Linked DNA regions of Mus musculus: region 1 is linked to region 2. A link is a contact called in public Hi-C data. All regions are on one chromosome and are shown on one strand. The core of a region is the stretch at or near the end of the contact, and the rest is flanking DNA. Distances in the headings are between cores, read along the strand shown. Region 1 has its middle 83 kb from the start of Mid1. Region 2 has its middle 5.9 kb from the start of Gm25651.

Region 1 (6,501 bases), core at 510-3,009, 110 kb after region 2:
TCTATGGGGTAATTTAATTACATGGGCATGGTAGGAATGACACAGTGGTTACATTAATAAACTGAAGCATTAAAGAATAATAGCCCAGTTATTGCTGAATTATGGGAAACACGCTGCCTATTCATTCCTGGTGATGTTAGAAGAGAGTAGGAGTGGGCTTACCACTTTGCACTTCCAATGCATAAAGAAACAGTCTTTTGCTTCTACAGACCTATGGAAAACTGGGTGCAGTAGAAGACCCAAAGTCACACCCAAGAGCATAAATCTTGCTTTGTGCAAGATGCTTAAAATATCATAACCTAAGTCCGTTTTAAAGTACTAAATTAAATTGGCTTGGGGCAGACATAGTAATGAGCATGTGCTATATAAACATCTCTGAAGAAACTTTTCAACAGATTTCGGAGATGATAATCCCTGACCACTGTTGTGGGCATCTTGTTAGTAGAGTCTATTTGACACAATCATAGGCCACTAGGTCATTAGCTTAAAAGAAATAATCTATTATTTAATATAAACTAACATAAATTTTCATTTTCATCCATCCCTTATGGACAGCTAGGAAAAAAATACCCTATCCACTTTTCTAGGAGCAAAGGAAAAGGAACTCACATTTGATTTCATATCATTTATGAACGGGGCCAACATTGTTCCAAAAACTGGGTTACTGGAGAAGAGAAGAAATATGTGAAACTGGAGAAGAGAAGAGATATGTGAGTTATGGCCTCCACTTACAGATTCAAGTCGAGGAATTCAGAGATTAGCAAGCCTTCTCCCACCTAACTCCTGAGAATGTTTTTGTAAGCTCTTTTACATACTGTCTTCTCATTGGCATTTCTTTAATGGTAAAAAATGGTGAAGAATTAGAAGACCCATCCTACCTCTAAAATCCTTTGGCACTATGAAGGCGAAAACAGTTATCATGAGGTGCTAATAAACATCTCATTTACCCAGAAATGAATAAATGAATAAACGAATAAACAAAGGATGACTTCAGAAACACTAATAATATAAATGAATATAAATATAAATCCAATAAAAATTTTATATGTTGTACCTTAAGTTTTAGAAAAGCTTTCTGAAATTCAAATCTGAATAAGTCCAGTAATGGAATTTGAAGAAACAGAGCACATACTTCCTTCAGCTAAAGTAACCTGATATGAGTTCATGTTCAAAATACAAAGTTGGAGTATTTCTGGTGACACATATTTCCCAGAGGAGGCCAATGCTTCTCATTGTCCTAGAATCACCTCGACACAGACTCTTTACACCACTGTTCCTCAAGTTGAGCAAGCAAGACTATCACATGGGAAACTTGTTAAATTTCTGCGCCAAATCACAGAGCTCTGATTCCCCGGGCCTGGGTTGGAGCCGGAGAGTCTGCATTTCTATCCATTTCCCTCCTCCCTTCTTCTGGGACTGATGATCCAGGGACCAGTTTAAGATTCACTGCTTTAGGTATTAGAAAGACAATGCCCTTTGGAGCCTGGAGAGAAATTGCAAAATCCCCTTTAACTTGGCAGTTAAGGCCAATTTTCTTTCATGTTGCATTGACAGACGTCCTTGATGAGGTAGTCCTTGATAATTCAAAGGGCAGAGTTTAGAAATCCTAAAGATGAAATGGAAACCGCGTGGCTTTTCCTTGTGCCACTTAACAGGCGTTACATAAACAGACATTCTCCTGCAGACTTGGTTCTTTACTTTAGTTCTTCAGAGCATTCCACTGGGATCAAAGAGTAGCTGGGTAACTCTGGCTAATTGCATCACTTTCCAGTCCCACTTCATCGTGCGCTCTGGGCAAAGCAGATGAATCCAACCATTGCCCACTGGTTCCTGTGTAACCACAAGTTTCAGAAATGGATTAGTCAGCAGTTCCTGGCTCTCCTGCCCACACTAACCACAGTTTGGCCACCAAAAATGTGGGTCAGCACATTGCCAAAGTGTCGAAGCATGGTGGTTACAAGGACCAGAAAGCTCAACTTAAAAACATGTGAGTCCGTTGCAGTTCAGAACAGGGAGAAGGAGGGCAAAGGTCAGTCCTGCTGTTCTTGGACCTGATTCTGTTATGCCATCTTTTTGTGAAGCCAATTGCTGCTCACAATTTTATTTATCTCTTAAAAATTCTGCCAGACAGTGGTTCAATTCAATAAGACTTGGCTGTAATTTTTAGTGAGATGTAGCTATTACACCGTTCCTCTTTTTCTCAGTGAAAGAAACAGCTGATTAATTTCATACTCCCTACTTAAAATCACTCACCTTTACTCTTATCCAGAATCATAAAGCCACACAATTGGAAACAGCACCTTTTCTGCTTTAATTCTGCTATGAGTGCACAATTTGGATTAACATTTGCTGGCGTTGCCCTTGTACGCTATTATATTGTTGGCTTCTTCAGAGATGTCTTTTTTTTTTAATGCTAAAATATTCTTTGTAGAGAATGTCAATGCTTCTCAGTCATTATTTGGATGGTATCAACTTACTGGTTCTGATCTAGTGATAAATCTGTCTTAGTACTAGGCTGAAATAAAATTCTCAGAACTTATAATTTGTTATTTGTCTTGCTTATACAGCTTTAGCCATAATAAGAAGTGTATCAATATATACCAGAGGATTGGAGAGATAGCTCAATAGGGTAAAATGCTTGTTGATCATCTTAGTTGGATCCCAAGAACCCATGTAGAAGTTGGGTATGGCAATGTGTTTCTGTAGTCCTGTCCTAGTGCTAAGCAGAAAGACAGACAGTAGTAACCTTGGTGTTTGCTAGACAGACAGTCTAGCTGAATCAGAAAGCTTCAGATTCAGTGAGAGACCCTGTCTCAAAAATAAGGTAGACCATTTTTAAGGAAGACATCCAGCCTCAGCTTCCAACTCACACATGCACACATACTTGAAGTGCATGTTCACACACACACACACACACACACACACACACACACACAATTCATGCATACACACAAATGTATACACAAAGAAAAATCCAGACTGGATTTTAAACCCTTTACTTGCTTCATTAAGAATGAAACATAGGACATATTAAAAGAAAACATGAGACAGTACGGAATTAGAGACATATTTGGGCACTCTGCTATTGGCTATACTATTTCTTTTTTTGCAACAGTTGGTTTTCTACGCACATAGACAGTAAGGATGGCACAGCTCATATTTAATAAAGCACATATTTTTTAAAACTGCATTATTTTTATGCTGAGACCATGGCTCAGAAGTTACCAGCACTTGTTTAGAAATCATGAGAATCAGAGTTTAGGTCTCAGTATTCACTCCACAAGTGAAGCGTCCAGTAACATCCTGTAACTGCACCTCTGGGGAAGCTGATGCTCTCTGTTCTCTGTATACAAAGTGGTGTGCAAAGTCGCATGCTTGCACGTCTTTATACACATGCATATATCCTCATGTAGAAACACACTACACACACCTAAATGAATAATTTTTCTAAAAATTCACTATGATTTATATATGAACCATTTTACATAGACTATATATTTTAAATTAATTTTATTAATTTATATGTATGAGTATTTTGTCTGCATGTACATCTCCATTACCGCATGCACATCTGCGTGTACACCACGTGCTTCTCCTGTGCCTGAGGTGCTAAGCTTCTGTGTGAATACTGGCAATCAAACTCCAGCCCTTTGCAATAGCCAAAAGATCTGGTAATACCTGTGCCAACTCTCCAGCACCTAAATTATTTTTTAAATATTAGATACTTGCAAAATTTCCCTTTGTGAGTATAACATTATTTTGTCTTGTTTTGTTTCCATAAAACCCAAATCCCCAGAGGAATGAATGTTTTCTTGGTAAGACATTCTGAAAATGGATAAATGTGTTCTTGACTTGTGGATACAAAGAATTGGAGCTTTTGATTAGCTGCAGCCTGGTTCCCATGTTTGAGATTTTTGGGGCTCAAATACAGACACAGCTGGATTTATTGATGGAACTTTGCCACCTCCAGTGTCTCAGTGAAGTTATCCTTAAGTGAGAGAGAAAAAAATGTGGTTATTTTTTATTTCTGTATTCAGAAGTGAATGACTCACATTTCCGGGAAATGTTCCCTGACTTGTTTATGTAACACTATGGATTTGGAGTTCACAGCCATTGTTTAAGCACGGTGAGGCTGTAACATAATGGAATGACCTCCTTAGAAAATGAGGTGATCCAATGAAGCCTTGTCATGATTTCACATGACAGCTTAGATGCAGCTCGCAGCAGGCACATGAATTCATGATTGCTTCTGATTTTTAAAGTGCTAGCATTTTTTTTCTTTAGGATCCGTAACATAGTAGAAATACAGTGTACAATTCAATACTTAAGCTGTTGTGTATGAAGAGCCATGTTTGTGAATTAAGGAAGCACTGAAATCGTGATGGCATAGTCAACGTCACCTAACAGGACTGATGAGAACAGTGAAAGCACAAGGTGAACCAGATGGCAAAACGAGAAACCCAGCTATGTATTTTACTTGCCTTTCCATTGTTCTATAGAGCAATAAGCATAAAAGAATATTTCTGAAAATCTCAGCTCAAGTGACACTCCATATATGATCCATGTAAGGAATTTTCCAGAAGGAAAAGATCGTGCCATTATTTTCTGAACTACAGCACATGTAGGTCTCTTTACTATATTGTTGCTTGGACATACATTTTCCAAGTTCTCAGGTATAGGTACCAAACTACATACATTACTGTATGAACACCATTTTATTCGGCACTCATAAGCAACATGTACAATCAGTATATGTAGAAGACATTATATAACTTATAGAACCTAGAAAAAATTGAAATATAGTGTCTTTTTTTATAAAAATGGTAATTCCAAATAGTGATAACAAAGTATAAAATGGAGTTCAAGGCCCTTCATGGTGCCCTGTGCAATTTCCGCAGGGGTAACATCTAGAAGTTTACCTCTCACATGAATAAAAAATGAATACACTGCTTAGACATTCAGCTAATCAACCAGAGGCCTAGTCTTGGCCTCTGTAATCATGGTTTGGTATTTTAACTAAGTTACAAAACACAGAAGATATGGTTTAATTCTTTGTCTTTTTTAAATGCCTTCAGAACTTTTGGTTCTTTTTTATTTAGTTCTTTTATTTAAATAAGTGGTTCCCTTATAAGTTAGTGGACACCATTGAAGATTGCCCAACCAACAGTCAGCTTTTTAACTGAAGTTTGATCAGCATGCATTGTGTGTCCACAGCCCTCATTTTACTGGAACTTAGCCACTTTACCTTACAAGTAGTTAAGAATTCTGTTGTATACCCAGCACTGAGGCAATTGGAAGACGAAATGGTGCCTTCAACGAAATAGCACAATTATCCTGAATAGGCTCAAATCACGTTTTAAAAACTTACTACCAAGCATTTCAAGGGAGAATAGGAATGTCAGTGTGATGTGTGCTTTCTGTGACAAATTTCTTATGTGATTTCTTTTTTTAATGAGAAAGGAGTGTCACTTGGGGGCATTCTTCAGCAAGGCTTATTTATGCAAGTTGGAGAGAATGGTACTGTACAAAAGGCAAATTTTTCCCTGGAAAAATTCAGGCACTGGAAATGTGGTCTTGTCCAGATAGTGAGAAAATAATTGTCTCCAGGTTTGATGAAGGGTTTATAGCACTAATGTTCTAGGATGAAATACAGCTGGTTTCAGATTCCAGTGTCAACTCAAAATCAAGCTAATTTCATGTGGTTTGGGGTTTTTGCAACTACTTTTTTGTAGAGTACTTGTAGGGACGTTTTGTTCCAGAAACATCCTTGGGAATACCCCATCCCACCCCAACCAGAGTAATTACTCCAGTTCCAGATGAAAATTTACCAGACGGCATTACTTATACTTCCCAGCAGAGGGCACCATTATACCTTCATTGATTCTCGATGTCGCCACGAATTCAACAAAACTCTCCCCCGCCCGCCCCCCCCCCCCCCCACTCACTTTGTTTACGTCCTCGACCCGAACACATAATCCTCAAAAAGTAAAAAAGAATAGGAAAAAATACATTTCTGCAGAGGAGCAGCTTCTGTGGTTCTAAGAGGGAGGTCTTTGTGTCGTTAGAGGTGCTGGGGGATTAGATTCTGTCTACAAAATTGAATTCCAAGATAGGCTTGGTGCTGGCTGTCTGGCTGCCTTGCTTCTCTTTGTTCTTGTCCCTTTCTATGAAATGTTTCCCATTCATCCCAGAAAGTTTTTTTCTGATGAAATTTATGTACACATAAACTAGTAAAATAAGGTAAATGTTAATTTTCCCATTGAAGGCTGGGAGCTCATGAACCTAGTGTTTGGGATGATGGGACATCTTTCAAACATTAAGTGTAATTTTTGCTGCTTTCAAAACCAGTTTGGTGGAGGAAATCAGTTCACTAATTTATATTTGTATGTTATTCCTCAGCTGTGCATATGACATTGTATTAATTAATCTTTAATTCACACTAGAGAGAGCTGTGCTAATTATTTAAAAAAAAATTAGTCTCATGCAAAAAACTTGTATAGG
Region 2 (6,233 bases), core at 371-2,870:
GAACACTGCAAGTGTTTAAAGTTGTTATCTGCATGTTGCTGCTAGGAAAAAAGGGGAATGTAAATATTGCACAGCTATCAGTGGGAGTGACTAACCCAGGAGACACAAAACACTATTTTAAAATATACACTTAATAACAGATGGTTTAATACCAGGTTGTCTCACCATGCTGCCAATTAGATGGCCCTAAGCCAAATCAACTGGCATGTCTACCATTTATCTTGTGAGTTGATGTGTACTTTGTTATTACATACTGATTACATTAACAGCCAAAGGATATATAACTAGGAAGACATAACAGTCTCCTGGGTCACAGAGGATGAGGGTCTTCATAAGGATTTTGAATTTCACATTTAACTTCCTTGCCAGTGACATATGGGTTGTTGCAGATGATTGGAAGTATTAGCTGTAGAATATATGCATCTCAGGCTCGTCACAATCTCATTTACGGGCAACAATACTGATTATGGAATGGGAAACTTCAGCATTATCAAAGTTCCATGTGTATTCCTTCTTGAAGATTAAATTCATTAGTGTCCAAATTATCCTCTGACATAAGACAGTTAAGATGGTATAGTTTTACATTAACCCTTCCAAATCACTGGCTATGTTCTGATATGAAGAGTGCAACCATATAGCAGCATCCTTAGAACTATGAGACAGCAGTAGATTTCCTGTTTAAAAAAAAAAGGCTAAAAAGATCCTGAGTGCTGGGCATGATGGGGAGGATAGATCTTCTAAGAACTTTGATGTATTCATGAGTTGTGACTTCCTGAAGTGTGGTATGCACCCTATAAAGTATAGTTAGGTTCAAACTTACTCATGCCTCGTTTTTTGGGTGGTATCTTGTTATCTTAGGTCATATTCCTTAAGAAAAAGCTGGCTAGTACATGGGCTGCCTAGCATTGCTACGAGTGAGTTTCAGATATGATTACTTTGTTCATACAATTCAGGCCCATGATGCTGATTAAGCATATCAAAATGCTACAAATTTGTTTGCCTTAGGAGTCAAGAAAAATATTCTAATTTTTATTATCTACCCTGAGATCATTGGACTTTTCAAATCCTGTGTACTTCATTTAATTTCAGAAGGATTTTTAAAATATAAACACACACACACACACATATTCTCTCCCTCCCTCCCTCTCTCTCTTCCCCAATCTTTCCCTCTTCCTCTTCCTCTCCCTCCCACTCCCCAGTGTGTGTATGTGTGTATGTGTGTGTGTGTGTGTGTGTGTGTGTGTGCGCGCGCGTGCGCGCGCACACACATTATTCCAGCCTTTGTTAGTTGGTTTTTGTAGCTAGCATTAGGTTATTGATTCTATTATCCTTTTTGGTTGGTATTTTCAGCCTTCATCTGCCTACCATTTGATATCAATTACCATTTTTTAAGTGACATTATTAAATCCCATAACATTCATTCAGCAAATAATGATCAAGCACTTTCTGAAGTCCTATGCTATGTACTCTGAAGGAAATGCATGCATATAAGAGACAGATGAACTTGCACTGTGTCTCCATGCAACAGAAAACAACATCTGTGTAAAGAGAGAGTTCATAATGTGAATGGTATACAGCATGTGAAATGTAGTTTAATGCTGAGTCATTTAGCTACTCACTTTGCTATGCTGATCAATCTGTAAGTCAGAGCTTCGGATCTCAAGGGTACAACGCACCACTAGGTGCTGGGCGGTTAACTGACATGGTGAAAGGATTTAAATAACCAAATAAGGTCCACATAACACTATGTCAAGTGGATTCCAAGGAGCTTCGTGTGCTGACAGAGGAAAGAAACCACTATAATCTCACTACAGGGCGTCTCTAAATGACAGGGGTTCTACTGGGTTGTAGCACTTTATATTTTGTTTACAATACCACTATGTCATTCTGGGTTTGAGTTCTTTGGTAGAGAGTTTGATTAGCAGACATAAAACCCTAGATTCCATTCCCAGCACAGAAAAGGAAAACCTGAACTGTTCTCCCTTGGGCTGTCATGGACTCTTAGGACTCAACACTGAGAAGAAGCATTTCTAGAACACTAGGTAGCGCAAGAGCCCTGGGTACTGGTTCCGCATCACGGACAAGTCGTCAAGGTAGGAGTTCTAGTAACACTTCTTGTGAAGTAAAAAGAGCAGCTGTTGTATCAGTGTATTCCTGCTTCTGCTTTTTCAATCCTACCTTTAGTTAATGGAAGATGCATAGTCTACCGCCTCATTTTTAGAACCAACACGTATGTATTAACTGACTGTATGTCCGGCATTATATCACACATGTTCCCAGACATGAACATTTTAACATGGATAAAATACTTAACATGTATAAAATAATAAAGTGCCTATCTATGTATCCGACTAAATCCTAAATGGAAAGGGTTTAGTTAATGCTACTTTCGTTTTAAGAGAAAAATAAACGTAGACTCCAGTGCTCTGGGGAATAGAGCATTCTTTGGGATGCCTTGACTTGTGTGGGACAGAGTATGCTCACCCTCTCTTGTGGGTTGCTTTTCACTTGTTTCAACTTGAGACAGAAATGAAATTATGCAGAACCTCCTCAATTTGACAGTTTGAGTTTTAACACGTGACAGAATTGGAATTTTTGTCAAAGGGCTTGAGCCAGGAAATGTATTATTTATAGGTATTACTCTGCAACAGAGGCCTTGGCTATTTAAGCCAAAATTATTCTCCCCCTTGAGTATCTAATTGTATAGTTATTTATATCCACACTGACACACTCATCATGTTTTGCCCTAGGAAACAAAGCAGTGTATAAACTATCAGAGAGCAGATAAGTTTACTCCAACTGATAGCCTTGGCTCAAAGTTACAAAACAAAACAATGGTAGTGTTTCCCAAGTTTCTTCAGAAGATTTGCACAATGGTTATGCCATGTGATTTAAACTTCTTGGGAATTTGATTTAGTCCGATATCTTTGGGTACATAGATAAGCACTTTATTATTTCATACATGTTAAAGAGGTACAGCTTCACCAAATGTAGATCAAGTGCCCCCTATATTTGAAGTATTTCCACCAAGTTTATGATACCCTCTTTTATAATTATATGCCCCTATGAAAGGGAAAAAAAAGAATCTATAGTAGAACCATTTCATTCTTCATTTATTGAAAGCACTCCTTTAGGCATATTAAGAATGAATATTTAAGTTTGTATCTGCCTTATCTTCATCCGTAAAATAACAATTATAGGTGAGATAAACCTCTTAAGTAGTTTCAGACTTCAGGTGCAAAGAGAATACTCAATGTCCTTATAACAATATTTATCACCTTACAGACTAAGGTTTAAGTGGAACATGTATTTATGTAGATGATATTCTATCATAAGAAATAAACATGGATAAAATATAACATAACAAATAATAAAGGTGTTATGAAAGAAATAAAAGGTCTAATCTGGAGCCACGTCCATAATATCGCAGTAGGAAGGTTTAGCTGATCAGGGTGACATTTGTCTTTGGAAAAGTCCACATTGACAGCAACATAGAAAACGGGTCAGATATAAGGTATGGCAGAGTGATTCGGTGTGGATCAAACAGGAACAAGGAAAGCTGCCTGGGGAAGAAGATATCTACATATACTTGTGCTGTGGTGGCAGAAGTGAAGAGAGATCAATTTTCATGATATTTCAGAGTTGAAATCATTAGAGGTAACTAAAGTCTTGAACAGGAAATAGTGTCTGACAAAGAAATGCAAAATAAAACTTCCAGGACAGATTTAATTTACATAACTATAGAAATAGTTGTAGTACTCTTAAAGTTGAGAGTCCGGCTAGGTAACCTGGATTTCGGAAGGAGGATGAATTATTTGTCGATCAGTGGAATAGGAAAGATAAACGTTTTGAGGCTGAATTTTTATGGTTCCATTCACTGGCTGTATAATCTCTCAGAGGACATGTTAAAATTATGCCATAAACATCTGTATTAAGTGTTGGTGGTACAATTCAAAGAGATACATGACAGTCATTTCCTTGGAAGCAAAATCCCACCAAACAACAAGGTACAGGATGAAAGGGTCAATACAACTGGCAAGGCACATATTTTCAGGAAATAGAAAATACAGGAAGCAGAAAATGAAAGAAGACAAAAGAAAGGATGGGAAAGACACTTCAAATAAAATGCTTTAAAATTTTGAGAAATGAACAGCAAAAAATGAAAAAAGTCAATTAAGGAAGAGATTAAAAAGGAAAAATTTGGCAACAACAACACATCAGACCAGGGAAGCTGGGAAATTAGAAGCAAGAAAATATGAGAAGGTACTGTTACATTCAAAAGTTTCTGGCCAATTTGTAGGTTCCTAAGAATAAGTAAAACTGACCCATGAGGATGGTAGAATTTGTCTAATCTTCTGCCATATGAGTATAAATGCAATTTGCTTTTAAAAAAATAAAAGGCGTTTCTTCAAAAACAGCATGAGTGACAGAGAATCCAGGACTTCTTGGGTGCTACAGAGCAGTCTGCCCTCTCCAGAGTTAGTAAATAGCTATTCTAGGTCAATGAACAATAGCCTGATGGCTTTAAGAGTTAATCCTCCACATGCTTCCCATACTCCTCTGAGTCATTAATTAAACCGGCAGCACCTGGCTTAGTATTTATAAAATACTTTACACATCTGAGAGGGAAGTAAAAACTGAGAGCTCTGTGGATCCATTTCTATTGTTAAGCATTACTTAAAGTACTAGGGCTTCACTTGGTAACTTCCAGACAGCTCTTGCATGAAATCCCAAATCCAAGTCACTGGCATTTTTGCTCACAATAACTTATGTTTATAACTCAGTACCCCGAGTAACTTTTTTTAGGGCAAGTCTGCATATTATAGTGTATCACACATCTCAAGGCCTCTTTCCAAACACTGTTTTGACACAGTGTGTTAACAGTGAATTATTCATTGTTACCTGCATGAAGGACTAATGCTCAGAGTGGCTGGGAACAGCTTACCAGTTGTTGGCTCAATTGTGCAGCTCTATTTAAAGCTCTAGTGGGTAATTCAGTTGATGGCAAACTTCACTTTGACACAGTGCCATAGCACATCCATTAGTGCCCTCACTAGAGTACAAACATCTGCTTGCTTTTATTGTCCATGTGTTACTTAAGATAGTCTGCTTCTTTATGACGTAAATCACTGGAATCCACTGACTATTTTTAAAGACTCTTTTAGTGCTTCCTTGAAATGATCACTCTATAGTTGTTTAATAGATAATTGGCCCTTTAGGTACACAAAAATTACAAAGATGAAATTTTCTACTCTTCTGACCTTTTCCAGAGATGGCGTTATGACTAAAGTACCCTGGCTTGTTGTAAGATTCTGTCTTTGAGGGTTGTGTGATTCATAGGTTCACATCAGCACAGCATGTTAAAAGAAACTGCATTTCTGGCTAATTGACCCAAGGGAACTTGCTTGTTTTCTTTTGTTCACTGACCAGAGTTGTGTGCGTTTGCTTCTCTCAGTTCACCTTGAAAGGCTTTGCTATCGACTTCTTTACGTATTTATCTTGTCCTGACAGACTGCTGAGCAATTTGCTTGCCCTCTAGTTTATTCACGTGTCCAGTACAGATAAGTTTAGTGGCAGCCAGCTCTATCATTTTCATTCCAATGGACTGGCTGTATTCCAGAGTCCCTTTCATCAGCAATTTTGCCTTACCTTTTGGCTAGTAAAGGCCTAAAGCTATAGGATTCCATGATACAAAAGCTCTAACATATGAAAAACAAACACCGTCAAATATGATCAAAAATCTGAGCAAGGATTGATCTTAGGTGTAATGAATACTAATATGACTCTCCTCAGCCCAATAATTAGACAATCTCGGGAGGCCATGACCATGCATACTTGGTCTTATAAGTTGTAAAATAGTCCACAATAATCCATCTGGAAGAGCACTTTCATATTACACCATAAAATGGAGCTCTTACTCAGGTCCTAGGATTGCAAGGAGCCAGGAAGTTGCCAGGAATTTCCTAAGGGAAGAATTTTGGAAGATGATAATTTGAGGATTGTGAAAGTTCTGAGACTTGCCAGAGAATTAAGACAAGGACTAATTGGTTGATTCTGAGAGTGCAGAGAGAATATTGGTGGCTATGTGAGGTTGCAATGATTTCTTTCCCCATGGCATCTATGTGTTTCTTGTTCTCTCTGAATATTGAATTCATGAGAATGGAAAAGAGAAAAAGATTGTGTCCCAAAGGGAAACATTTAGAGAGCTGGGGGAAAAGAGCACCTACTACCTC

What was found. Hi-C and Micro-C count contacts between places; a contact is called where the count stands out from the background.
Region 1: a contact with region 2 is called in a Hi-C map of beige adipocytes, with 2.6 times the contacts expected there. The contact joins two enhancer-like sites. A contact is called at or near these places in 6 of 39 promoter capture datasets (the 3T3-L1 cell line, 3T3-L1-derived adipocytes, hippocampal neurons and 1 more), 12 of 484 Hi-C or Micro-C datasets (the 3T3-L1 cell line, 3T3-L1-derived adipocytes, 8-cell embryo and 7 more), 3 of 115 datasets of contacts at active chromatin or transcription factors (cardiomyocytes, fibro-adipogenic progenitors and vascular smooth muscle cells) and 3 of 9 other capture datasets (adipose tissue, liver and pancreatic islet).

What each region holds. Positions count from the first base shown.
Region 1 is chrX:169,793,267-169,799,767 of GRCm38.p6, forward strand. It overlaps a transcript of Mid1 not described here. Among named protein-coding and RNA genes, the nearest start is that of Mid1, 83 kb to the right of the region's middle. Within about 2 kb of position 1,760, at least 35 of the 459 cell types and tissues checked have an H3K27ac peak or open chromatin away from gene starts, as enhancers often do. A contact at or near this core is called in beige adipocytes, where this site is marked.
Region 2 is chrX:169,686,896-169,693,128 of GRCm38.p6, forward strand. It overlaps a transcript of Mid1 not described here. Among named protein-coding and RNA genes, the nearest start is that of Gm25651, 5.9 kb to the right of the region's middle. Within about 2 kb of position 1,621, at least 7 of the 459 cell types and tissues checked have an H3K27ac peak or open chromatin away from gene starts, as enhancers often do. A contact at or near this core is called in beige adipocytes, where this site is marked.